2 separate regions of the Arachis hypogaea genome follow, and region 2 is linked to region 1. Evidence: chromatin contacts called from public Hi-C data. All regions are on one chromosome and are shown on one strand. Each heading gives the region's core, a stretch centred on a gene start, on an enhancer-like site or on the middle of the called end of the contact. The rest is flanking DNA. Distances are from core to core; before and after follow the strand shown. Region 1 holds the start of LOC112765932 (probable mitochondrial adenine nucleotide transporter BTL3). Region 2 holds the start of LOC112764647 (5'-adenylylsulfate reductase-like 4).

The links. Hi-C and Micro-C count contacts between places; a contact is called where the count stands out from the background.
Region 2: a contact with region 1 is called in a Hi-C map of an unstated tissue, with 3 times the contacts expected there. The contact joins the promoter of LOC112764647 here to the promoter of LOC112765932 in region 1.

What each region holds. Positions count from the first base shown.
Region 1 is chr17:128,925,326-128,932,406 of arahy.Tifrunner.gnm2.J5K5, reverse strand. LOC112765932 (probable mitochondrial adenine nucleotide transporter BTL3) reads right to left here and starts at 1,250. Exons shown (of 4, transcript XM_025811800.3): 1 at 349-1,250; 2 at 1-23. The coding sequence starts at 761.
Region 2 is chr17:129,082,379-129,089,097 of arahy.Tifrunner.gnm2.J5K5, reverse strand. It overlaps LOC112764647 (5'-adenylylsulfate reductase-like 4), which reads left to right and starts at 4,777. Exons shown (of 4, transcript XM_072223602.1): 1 at 4,777-5,507; 2 at 6,174-6,361; 3 at 6,440-6,564. The coding sequence starts at 5,295. LOC112764646 reads left to right here. Exons shown (of 4, transcript XM_072223600.1): 3 at 1-883; 4 at 1,167-1,521. The coding sequence ends at 710.

The sequences.
Region 1 (7,081 bases), core at 1-2,500:
TTTCAAGTGGAGCAACACAAGTTCTGGCACAGAAAAACGTGAGCATATTTATAAACAAAAACACATAAAAATACATTCAATAATCAAGACCAACACTACTAACTACACTAAGCAAAGCCATTTAATAGTCTAAGGGAACAAAATGACATCAGGAAGGCAATTGTACAAAAATGTCTTCATTATACACAGTGAGACACAAGTTAAATAGCAATGTGCCTCCTGTAATTGTTACTTCCTCCGTTTCAAATAACTAATAATTTCAACAGAGTAGTACATTTAAAAACTTAATGCATCTAAATAATAGATTAATATTTTGAAACAGAAGGATTATTTGATAGGAATGTGTACCTAGAAACCATGGCAGCTACGGCACCAGCCCATAGATGCTTAGTGGTGTTGTTGACGGCATTGCCTCCTCGTACCGTCCTAACCTTGTGTTGTACCTCAACAACACCCTCCTCCGAACTTGTCTCCTTGTCGGAGCCGTTGTCCCCATTCGGCACCACGAGTTTAGCACTCGGCAAGCTCACCGACAAGAAGCAGCTAGCAGCTACTGCCGCCTTAAGCCTCCGGCGTGGCGGCGAGGGATTCAATTCGGCACGAATCGAGGCGGCGGGAAGCAGGCGGAGGAAGGAATCTGGAGTTGCGGGTTCGAGGAACAATCCCCCGGGCGGTGGCGCGGTGAGGGAAGAGAAATCGGAAGGGAAATTGAGGAAACAGTGGGATTGTTGGTGGGGAGTGAGGTCCTGTGGTAGTGGCATTTTTGTGATTTGAAGAAGAGGAGTTGGGGAAGTAGAAGAAGTTTGTGGTATTGAATTTATTTGTAGTTAATTAGTTAGGTCTATTGAATGCGAAACCATGAACATGAGAACTATTCTCCCCTTTCTTTCTTTCTTCTTTGAATTACATAGCGCTAGCAAACAGAAGTTGTGACATTATCCTCTTCCGTTTGGGACTCCTTCTCCTTCTCCTTCTCGGCTTCTCCTTCCGTCCTTCCTTCGTCTATTGCTTTTCATAATCTTTAAATAATGAGAACGGTTAGGGGCGTCCGAGTGCCTCACTGACTGGCGTCCTACACTAAAACTCCAACACACGGATTCTTTGGTTTTGCCTTATCAAATGTTCCAAGTGTTTTCGCCCAGGAATATCCTCAGAGCATTTTTTGTGACGATGTAGTAACGGTGGAAATTTTGTACGGAGGGAGGAGGATGTAAACTTTGTTTTCAACTACACAGGAGCTAAAATTCCTCAATTAATTCCCGTAATATTTACAACTAAATATTTTTTTCCTTTCACTTAGTCAATAAATTATGTTAAATTTTTTAATTAGATCTTCACTGTAACAAAAATATTTGAATTAATAAAATATATTATTTTTAAATTAAAGATACTATTAATAATTATTAATTTTTAAATAGAATTTTTTTAAAATAATAAAATAGTCCTTTTTTTCTTTTTCTCCCACGCACAATAACTATCTCTTCTTTTAATATTACATTCTCTTTTCTTACCACCCTCCCAACAATCTTTTCTATTATTCTCTTCCTCTCGATTCCATCATTCCAAAAAATATAAGACTCTGAATTTTGTACGAAAAAGCTTAAAATTTTCTATCTCTTCTTCTTCACTTATAAATTGGTGTGACAAATTTGAGAGATTAATTTTTAAATGGTAGATTTAAAGTGAACATGACCAAATTAAGTCGCTTATTTATGTATTCAACTCACCGGATGCATTTTTTATAGTTTAGAATTTCTTTGTCACATCTATCAAACAATAGATATGATACGGAAATAAAAGGATAAATAAGACAAGAATTGAAATTGAATAAAAAAGGTACATTGAAATTGAAATAGAAACAAAAATGATAGATTGAAATTGAATACAAAGAGAATCACTCTACTTTCTACCCAATTTCTTGACGCCACAAGAAAGGGACTCCTCAACCTAACTTGTCAACGCCATAGTTTAGAAATTGAATCGAAGGGACTCCTCAACCTTCTACTCAATTCCCCGATGTAACAAGAGAGGGACTCCTCAACCTCAATTGTCCACACCATGGTTTCATCACGAAACCAAAAAGGGGTTTTCAAACCTCTAAAAATTCTATACTACGACTACAATAGCTAAGGAGGTATTTATAACCTCTTATTAGGTTAAAACAAAGAAAACCCTAAAGCCCATAAACACAAGGCCCAATCTAGTAATTAAATAAACAAAATCAAAATACATTAAATAAAATATTCTAAAAATGTAAACAAAAATATCTTCTAAATAACTCTTGAACTCTTCATATCACGAACATTTGAAGCACGTATCATTCTCCTCCTCTTCAAAAAAGATTCGTCCTCGAATCTTGTAGGTGGAAAAAAAATAATATATGAAAATGACAATAATTATAAGAAAGATAATTTCTTTTTTTTTTGGTTTTTTTTTTCTTCTTTTTTTTTTTCACTTTATTCTTCTTTTTTTTTTAAATAATGAAACGCAAACGAAAACAAGAACACAAGAACAAAAAGAAAGACGCGACAAACACTGAACTCTTTTTTTATGATAAAAGAAGAACAAATATAGATTAATAAGAATTAATCTAATACCTGAACTCTGATACCAAATGATAAAGAAATAATAAAATAAACAAGACAAGAATTGAAATTGAATAGAAAATATACATTGAAATTGAAAATAGAAATAAAATGGATAGATTGAAATTGAATACGAAGAGAATCACTCTACTTTCTACCCAATTTCTTGACGTAACAAGAAAGGGACTCCTCAACCTAACTTGCCAACGCCATAGTTTGGAAATTGAATCGAAGGGACTCCTCAACCTTCTACTCAATTCCCCGATGTAACAAGAGAGGGACTCCTCAACCTCAATTGTCCACACCATGGTTTCATCATGAAACCAAAAAGGGGTTTTGAAACCTCTAAAAATTCTATACTACGACTACAATAGCTAAGGAGGTATTTATAACCTCTTATTAGGTTAAAACAAAGAAAACCCTAAAGCCCATAAACATAAGGCCCAATCTAGTAATTAAATAAACAAAATTAAAATACATTAAATAAAATATTCTAAAAATGTAAACTAAAATATCTTCTAAATAACTCTTGAACTCTTCATATCACGAACATTTGAAGCACGTATCATTCTCCTCCTCTTCAAAAAAGATTCGTCCTCGAATCTTGTAGGTGAAAAAAAAATAATATATGAAAAGGACAATAATTATAAGGAAGATAATTTCTTTTTTTTTTTGGTTTTTTTTCTTCTTTTTTTTTGTTTTTTTTTTCACTTTATTCTTCTTCTTCTTTTTTTTTTTTAAATAATGAAACGCAAACGAAAACAAGAACACAAGAACAAAATGAAAGACGCGACAAACACTGGACTCTTTTTTTTATGATAAAAGAAGAACAAATATAGATTAATAAGAATTAATCTAATACCTGAGCTCTGATACCAAATGATACGGAAATAAAAGGATAAATAAGACAAGAATTGAAATTGTATAAAAAAGGTACATTGAAATCGAAATAGAAACAAAAATGATAGATTGAAATTGAATACAAAGAGAATCACTCTACTTTCTACCCAATTTCTTGACGCCACAAGAAAGGGACTCCTCAACCTAACTTGTCAACGCCATAGTTTGGAAATTGAATCGAAGGGACTCCTCAACCTTCTACTCAATTCCCCGATGTAACAAGAGAGGGACTCCTCAACCTCAATTGTCCACACCATGGTTTCATCACGAAACCAAAAAGGGGTTTTCAAACCTCTAAAAATTCTATACTACGACTACAATAGCTAAGGAGGTATTTATAACCTCTTATTAGGTTAAAACAAAGAAAACCCTAAAGCCCATAAACACAAGGCCCAATCTAGTAATTAAATAAACAAAATCAAAATACATTAAATAAAATATTCTAAAAATGTAAACAAAAATATCTTCTAAATAACTCTTGAACTCTTCATATCACGAACATTTGAAGCACGTATCAAGATAGCCGTGGTTTCATCTCCGACGTGGAGAGCTCCCCGCGTTTCAGGCCGGCTCCAATCCCAGGTGGAGGCTCTCCTCCAGTGTGGCTTCTTCTCTCCAGGGGTGCATGTGCTCCTCTGTCATTCCGCCGTCAGCTGTCTCTTTTACCGACTCGCTCACGCAATCTCTCTTCTTCATGGATTTGGTTGAACAGGTAATCATTACTTGGAACCCTAGGACCTTTGCCTTCTTTCTTTCCTCTGCCCTACCAAACGCTGTCTACAAGCTCTGTTTCTTGGGTGTTTGCTTCCCCGCCGTTCATCCAGGTTAGCGATTTCCCAATGGAGTCTCAAATTCAAGATCTTCAATAAATCAATCGGGTAAATTTTCTGGTGCTTTTAGTTCCAAACCTATTGTCGTCTTCATTGTTTTTCTTTTCGTTCATTGTGTACATCCTTGTGATCAATTTTGGTATTTGTTCGGTATTTAACTCAGATTTTATTGTTTAGGATTTGTGAAATTCCTATTTTACAAATTGTGATCATTTTTTGTATCTATTCGACAGTTAACTCAGATTTTATTGTCTAGGGTTTGTGAAATTCCTAATTTGCAAATTGTCTATCTGACTTGGTTTGTTTATGAGTTCATGTTCTTGGTTACATTGGAAGTTGCTGTTAATTTTGATTATGGTCTATGAATCTGTTTCATCTTCTTCATTTCATTATTTAGAATTTGATCTGATTATCATTTCTCCTTTTGCTACCTGTTGAATTGTTTGTAGCATGTGGTTTGTGTATTTCATCAGTTTTTTGGATTTGATAATGATTATCAACATTGTGTTCTTACTTACATTTTCTCATATTTATGGATTATGGGTTTGATTTTGTGAATCATTGTCTAGGTATGGGGTTTCTACCTAATCTACTTTCTCTTTGGTGATGTGATTGACAGAGTTTCTCCAGCAAAGTGAGTTTATAAACCCAGCTTCTCCTATTCAAGTATTGCATTCCCAATTTCATTCTCTCCTATTCAAGCTTTGCATTCCAATTTTCATTCTCATTCAATAATCCATTTGAATTGTTTGGGGTGAATGTAGGAATTTATAATGTTTTCTGCATTAAGAATCATGTTCTGTTATTTATATTTGATGTCAAATTTTATGAAGCACTCAAATAATTATATCCAGAGTAGACCCATTAAATCAAATATTAAAAACTGGTGAATCTATTTTTGTGTGTGTGTATATTCAACAAATCCATTAAGTTTAGATAAAGTGAATTGCTGGTTGCATGTGGGTTGTGTGAATCATTATGAAGGAATGGGTTTTGTACCTAATCTATTTTATGAGTAGTGATGTGATTGACAGAAATTGATGTATAGTTTCTTTCTCATTTATTTATATTTTGATTTCAAGTCAATTGCATTTCATTTTTTTATTGTTTATATAAAAGTATTCTTCATTGAAAATGTGGGAATCCCTATCAAGGTATGGGGTTTCTATCTAATTTATTTGGTGAGTGGTGATGTAATTCATAGGAATTGATTGATAGCTTCTTGGTCATTTATTTATATTTTGATGAAATATTTGGTTATTCAACTCAATTGCATTCACATTTTTTTATTCTTTATGTAAAAATTATTTTATATTTCAGCTGTTGAAAAGACATGCAGGTCTTTGCCCTGAATTTAAGATGTCATTGAGAAAGAAATTGCTTTTCTGACAATAAGATGGCATCACTGCACTGTTTGTCTTATTAGGGAATTTCCTCCTTCAAAGATCAATACATGGAGTAGATTATCTTCCCTTGAAATCAATTTTTTATTGGTTATGCAAAAACTGTTGTATATTTCACCTCTTGCATAGAACTAGAGCTGATGGTCATGAATTTGTGTGCTTCATTGATAAAGGAATGGTCTTGTGCCACTCCTATTCAAGTTTTGCATTCCCAATTTCATTGTCTCCTGTTCAAGTTTTCCATTCTCATTTTCATCCTCATTTAATAATCCCACTGATGAGTAGTGTGTGATAATTTTATTCAATCAGAAACTATTGAAGATATTATTACTGATCTTATTTCACCCAATCGCTGCTATTCTAATGCTGAAAATGTATATTTTTTTCCTCATTTGCAATAAAATCTCTTAGATTATTTGTTTTTTGTTATTCTTATTATATGATACCCTGAAAAGTTAGTAAATGATAGTTTTGTAGATAATTTAAAATTTGAAATGCTGTAATTATTTTTTCTTTGCTGGCAGGGTGGTTTCGTTTTTATTCTGGGAACTATATCATCTATTTTGAAGAATCATAAATGGTGGTTCTCAACTTGTTTATGTGGTTCTCTTGTGTCAGCTAATAAAAATATTTTATCCTGTGATCTATGTCAACTTCAATGCATTGATGCTGTCCCAAGGTGTTCCCGTCTTTAATTTTATTCTGTTTTGGTAGCTAATTATGATTTCAATGTTTACTAAAATTTTTCTTGTTTTCTCATGATTTTCAAGATTCCGCTTAAAGATTGTAGTGCCTCATACAAATAGCAACAATATATTTGTTCTTAAAGATCGTGAGGTCGTGCAAATAATAAAGACAAGATGCTCGAGCTTTTTGGATAATCACCCATAGTTGAATTAGGTTATCATGCAATTGTGGTTTTAATTAGTATATAGATATAGATATAGTTAGTTTGTATCTTTTGACATTCCTAAGGAAAACATAAATTATTATTATGCTATTTGTTAACTATTTTAGTTTTTTTTTAGGGATCTTATTGCAAAGTTGTTCCATTAACTCATTTTAAGTCTTTTGCACAAAAAGTTGTATTCATGGTTGATGCCAGGCCTGTGAGTTATGAGATGAATCGATCAGTGTATATTGTTCAACAAATTTGGGATGATGCCTCCGTTATTAATGCTTTTGAGGCTGCTGCTGAGATGAATGAGCATAAAGTCTTGTGTATAGTTTTTATAATTTGTTCAATTATTAGTATTTAAAAATATCAATAACTGACAGGATTTCAATTTTTTTTAAGATTCATGTTTTGGTTGATTCTATACCTGAAGTTAAAGATGCTTTCAGCCAATATAAAAGCGATCAT
Region 2 (6,719 bases), core at 3,528-6,027, 150 kb before region 1:
GTAGTTCTGATGGATTTTCTCTTCCTCCATCTCAGAAAGAAATGAAACATTTTTCTATAAATAGTTCAGACAGAATGCAAAGTTTTATGCTGACAGAGTCTGCTATCGGAGACTGTTTTGACGGTGAATTATTACCTATTGACAAGAGAATTTCCCTTCCCACTGGCCACACAAATAATGTTTCTTTAAGCACGTGCACAGAAGGTGCCTCTGACTGTGGTGGGGTTGATGTTGCCCCTAATCTTTCAGTAGGAAATAATGTCAATGATAATCACGATCCTCCAACTGTTGAGCTTGTGACAAGCTTTGCAGAGGAAAAGAATCCATTGAATGACCAAAATCACAGAATAGACTATTTGTTGCAGACAAGTTCGAAATGTAACTTACTAACTCCTCCTGATGATGAGCAACCCTCGATTTTTGAAAATCTGTATGATATTTCTGCTGGTACCTTTGATGCTGCTTTCATGGAGCCTCAATTAGGGCTTGGTTCTCACAATAATGATGTTGCAATAGATACATATGCTAATGAAAGCATTATGCAGGGAACATTGCAAGGTTGTGAATCTGTTGCTCTTGGTAGCAGTGTTTTAAACCCATTTGATAAGCAAAGTGATAATGCAAATAAATCTTGCTTATCAGAGAATGCCAAGAGTGAGCAAGTTGACATACTTCAAACCAACTCTATGGGTATGCCTGACTTTCATTAGCAGTCAGATAGTTCGGGTGCAGATAGGCTGACTAACAAATATGCAGTGGATTAAAAAGTTTCTGAATTAAACATGTATGGTAGACTGGTAGTTCTGCAGAGTGCTCTGGTGGTAACCACAAGGCTCTGCTTGTATATTCTCAACTTCCTGTGAAGTGCGATAGCCTAGAAAAGGTAATGAAACACCCTTATATTCAGTGTATAGAAAATTATTTTATGATGAACTCGTGTGTCTAGGGATCTTCGATACCTCTTTGATCAAATTGTTGCTGAAAAAGGTTCAATTTTTCAGGTTGTTTGATGAGATAACAACATAGTGGTTAGCATGAAATATTTGCTTATGCATGCTTTTCTGTGTTTTTTGTTTTGTTAAATCAAAGTTACACTAGATGTAGATTCTCTCTCTCTCTCTCTCTCTCTCTCTCTGCTGATTCCTTTTCCTTTTGGTACTAGACAGAAAATTGGTTGGAGGCAGCATTATTTTGTTGATAGATTCAGAAGTTTGTGCTGGTGGCATCTCCATTAGAGATCATTTTGCAGTTCTGGTGTGATGCTTCTCATGCTTCTTGCTAGTACTCAGATGCTTGTTTTTCAAGAAGTTCCCTTTTGTTTTTTCATTTTTGTAGACTGGTATAATGACATCAAAATTAGGTCTATTCTAGATGTTAGTTAGGTTGATCATATGTTGGAGCTATTCTTTCCCCTATTTTTTTTTTTTTTTTTGGAGAAATTCCAAATTACCTGATGATTTTGGTCTTTGACAAGAAAATAACCATTGCACCATCCTATTGATATTGTTTTGAGATTCTTTATCTTATGTGTACTGCCTGGTTTAAATTCCTTATCACATTTATTCGATTTTAATTGGTGTTCTCATCGCCATAACAAATTGGCTACTACAACCTTGCACTTATGAGGAAGATGAATTGGTTTTTTTTTAGCATGATGACTGATGAGCATGGAATTATGAGGGAACTCAAGGGTCGAGAGAGATCTAGTATTTAATTTCCCTTTAAAAGCTAACACTTAAAGAATCAAAGACAGTCCCTTTTATTACTGCATTAAAGATAGTCCCTCATATCATATTGAAAGGATTTCTTTCAAGATAGCCTAAAGTGATTATAATCTAAATTTTGATTTGATAACAGACAATAAATTTTGTAACTATAATTGTAGTCTCCTTTAGATTGTTACATTTTAAAATTGTAACATGATATTCCATCCTAAACAAGGAGTATGAAAGTAACTTTGGGTGAATCAAATAGGGAAATTGATTTTTTCAAATTTTTTTTCTGGTAAAATGTGATTTTTTACCTTACACTTTTTAAGTGAGACAAAAAGAAAAATATGAGAAAAGATATTGAATGATAAAAAATAATATTTTAACAAATAATTAAAGAAAAAAAAATTAAGATTCACTCTAATCAAATTGAGTGGCTTGAGTTGAATTTTAACACACCAAGGATCATCTAATCAAATTAATCATATGCATGATTTCTGAAGTGGTGCAAGGATAACTCAAATAGTTATGCCATCTAATCATAATTGATCTACGATTGATTTCTGAAGTGGTAGATGGACATGTCAAATATTTATATCTACGGGATAGGGATGTGAATGGGTCGGTAAAATTGGGTTTGATGTGATCTAAATTTGACCCGAAATATATACCGGGTCTATTTGTCAGACTCGAACCCGGTTCTAGACCCGATGAAACCTATACACTTTCGGGCTACGATTATACCGGGTAAAAATCAGGCCGTTAATATTACATTACCTTAATACCTTCTTATAAGTTAGCATGTGAAAATATCCAAATTTTCAAGATTCTAACCATTATTTGACATGGTAAAATTCACTTAAAAAAATATAATAAAAACTAACTCTTCTCTAAAATTAAAGCATAACCATAATCAATACTAATATTGTTTAATAATACCCAAGTCACCAAATATTTAAATTAATACAAATAACACAGTATTATGTATTAGTCTAAAGTCTTATACATTTTAAACATATAGTCTTATAATGACTAATAACACAAAATATTAAGGTTTACAATACTTAAATTCCACATAAGAATAACCATTATTCATTTATTCATCACTAATAACACAAAATATTAATTGTATATGATGACCGGGCCACCGGACCGAGTTCGGGTGACACCAGCTATGGCCCAGACCCGACTGGAAATAATGACCGAGTCTATTTTTGAGACCCTACCCGACCCTAGACCCGGTGAAATCACATCAAATTAACCCTTAAAGTGTTCGGAACCGGACCGGATTTTCGAACCGGACCGAGCCATACACACCCCTAGAACGGGATAAGTTTACTATTAAACATAAGTTTTTATTATTATTTCATGGCCTAAAATATTGTTTTGGAAAAACTACCAAAAGTACTTATGAAATTTACGAATACTGACAAAATTATCTATAAACTAAGAAAATTAACGATGTACCTTGAAAGATGGGTTCCGTACAACAAAAATATCAAAACCCTAATTTTTTGTTAATTTTTTTAATAAAATTTTCAAACTACTCCACCATTAACCTCAACTCACTTTTTCAACCTTTCATAACCCAACCTACACTTTTAAAATCTTTGCCATGGAGTCCAAAACTACTCCTACAACAGACTAGCCTGAAATCAATGGTGGTGGTGGAGGATCGGACCTCAACCACTTTAGTCATAAGTTTTCGAACCCTCTTTATGCATACAGACAGCACCATGACCCCTCTCTCTTCTCAGGTGCGCGACGACAATATTCTCTTCGGCTGGGTCAGGTGCGCCACGACAACGTTCTCCTCGGTTGGGACAGGCGCGCCACGGCGACGTTCTCCTTAGGTTGGGTCATAGGCGCGCGACGAAGGTATTGTAGCCACCTTAAGAGTGAGAAGAGGATGCAGTAAGAGGGGAGGAGATTGGCAGTGATGGAATAGGTGGGTGGCGGACGACAGTGAGAAAGTAGGAGGAGAGTTATGTGACTCTGAGAATTTTTTAGAGAAGGAAAAGTGAGGAAAGAGAAAGAAGTGGAAAAAGAGGGAGTGACGGTAGAACGAGGTTAGGGTGGGGTAGTTTGTGAATCTTATTTAAAAATTAACAAAAAATTAAAATTTGGATATTTTTGTTGTACGAAACCCAATAACTCATCTCTCATAGATACATAGTTAATTTCTTTAATTTATGAGTATTTTTGTCACCATTCATAAAATTTATGAGAATTTTTGGTAGTTTTTTCTATTATTTTTTGTTCGTAAGCAAAAATTTAAAATATATATTCTCATGAATCATTAAGATTTGGAATAAATTTATAAACTTGTAAAATAAATTCATCAATATATAAATTTTATTTATTTATTTCATAGTGTAGATCATTTTATAATGACGAAAACTGAAATTTTAATAATATTAAAAAATATATTTTCATTTAACTTGTTAAACTTTAAATTTATTTTTTAATTTTTATATTTATTTTAAACTAAGCTGAGATATAATTAATTTTTATATATTTTATATTAAATATAATACAAAAATTTAATGTTTTTTAAAGATATTTTTCACGTGTAATTATCTTTATGTGAAGGTGATAGTTAATAATTATTAGATAATAACTACCAACGAGTTATAACTCAAATGACATAATCTCTTCATACTCATCTAGATATTGTGAATTTCAGTCTCACTTTTAATTAAAAAAAATTTATTAAATAATAATTTAGTCAAATTTATTAAATTATCTAATAATTTTTAATTTTTTTTAACAAATTTTGTTTAATGGGGAGAAAATGGATTGTCGTTCGGTGTTAAATAAATAAGGGAACCATCTTGAACAATATGAACAATCACCAATCAAGTACATCCTAATTTAATACTACTAATTAAATTTAAAATTAATTTATTTTTTTAATCCTATTAATTCACATTGTTCACATATTGTTCAAAAATATTGTTAGTTACCTATACTTTTCCAATAAATAATTAACTATTTTTATATTTGGGGAGATAAAAAATAAGGTGAAGGCTGACATGCATATAAAGCATGCCGAGACACTTAAACCAACCATAGTGCTTTAATCTGTTGACGAAAAAGGTAAAGAATGAACCAAGCAAGTGAAACCTCTCTCTCAGACTCTCACGCACTGGTAAAAGCTGAACGGTGATGCCGTTGCCACCACCGATCGTCGCACCCACCAACTGATACCAATAGCAATAACCCCCTTCTTCTTCTTCTTCTTCTTCTTCCCACTCCCCATTTTCCAAACCAACCCAGCCCCTCTTTTTTTTATTCATTTTTCAGAAAAAAAAAGAAGAAAATAAGAATCTATCCATTCAGATTTTGCCACGTCAGATCCTCTCATCTCTGTCTTCACGACCTTCCTTTCATCTCCCTCATTCCCCTCTTTTTCCCTTCAAATCCTGTACGCTATACGATTAGGGTTTTCCATTCCCCCAAACTTCCTTTCTTTTCTTTTTTTTTCCCCCCTAACTTTTTATTTTTGGAAACTCTTTTCGGCTCGGTTTGGTGCCAATTTTTGGTTCGTTCGTTAGTCGAGGGGGAAAAAAAGGAACGAGGGAGATGATGAGGTTTTCGGGATCGGAGATCGTGGTCGCCACGCTGCTCTGTTGGAGCATTTCTTGCACCGGCCAACCGCACAAGGTTTCGGTTTCTGCCGCCGACGCCGCCATATGTCCGAAGGAGACAGTCTTTGATTTCATATTAGGGTTTCGAGATGCGACCTGCTCGCTCCCTGATTCCGTTGGATCCATCCGTTACACTGGTGTCACCGAGGTCACTCATTATTCTCTTTCCCTTTACCTCTTATATTTATTTCGTTTTAATCTGACGTTGATACTGCAATTTTAGGATTATTGCTTTGACTACCCTTTTTGTGATATTGAGATGATGAATCTGTGATTGCTTTAATTTTCAATAATTTGAGTTTGGAATTTGGAAGCTGGAACTGCTTATTATGCTGTTTAGGTTTCATGTCTTCAGCAACTGTGAATCAACGTGCCTTGTTGTTGGCTAGCTAATTTTAGAAACCGTAGGGATTGCATTCGCCAAAGGAATAGTAGGAGTGGTTTTAGGGAGCTTTATACTTGAGAGTTTACAGAGAAAGGGAAGGGGAAGTGGGGAACACCTCAGCAGCTCGCCCTTCCATACCCCGGGGTTTCAGGGTCATATATTTCAGTGTGTAGGATCGTAAGGAGAGGATCCACTTTCACAAGACATGTTCTGCTTTGTCACTGCCATCCGTAGCCCTTCCCACTACCATAGCTCCCAAACAGACCTATGTTATTTTTCTTCGTTGCTGTTATCCGATCATGTATGTTTTCAAAGAAACTTTGATTTGTTAAATCCAGTTCTTAGAACTTCTTTCAAATGTTTATGGTTGCTGATAGAGGATTGTAAGTATGAATTTATGATGCCTAATTGCCTATTGAAACTATGCAGGGAGATGAGGTTACTTTGCAGAAGGCATTGAGTATGGTTCACAAGAATAGTCATGAATATGTAGCTGTACTTTTCTATGCATCATGGTGTCCTTTCTCTCGGATTTTTAGACCAGTTTTCTCAATCCTGTCTTCCCTATACCCTTCCATTCCCCATTATGCTATTGAAGAATCATCTGTTAGGCCAAGGTTTGTGTTTTCAGTCCCAATTCCTTTCTTTCAAGTTTCATGGATTCTTTCCATTTAATGCCTATTTGATTCTTGCAGCATATTATCAAAATACGGTGTTCATGGTTTCCCTACACTACTCATTTTAAATTCTACTATGCGCATTCGTTATCACGGATCTCGGATATTGGGTTCTCTCGTAGTTTTCTACAATGATGTTACCGGTAACATTCATTATGTCACTTTCATATTTGTATTTGTATTTTGGTATTGTCGCTTATGGGTTCATTTATTTTACATAGCTTGAAGATTTGTTAAGCTTAAATTTAAATATTTGATCATTCTCATGCTCTGCATGTGCCTTGGTTGTTCTGTATTG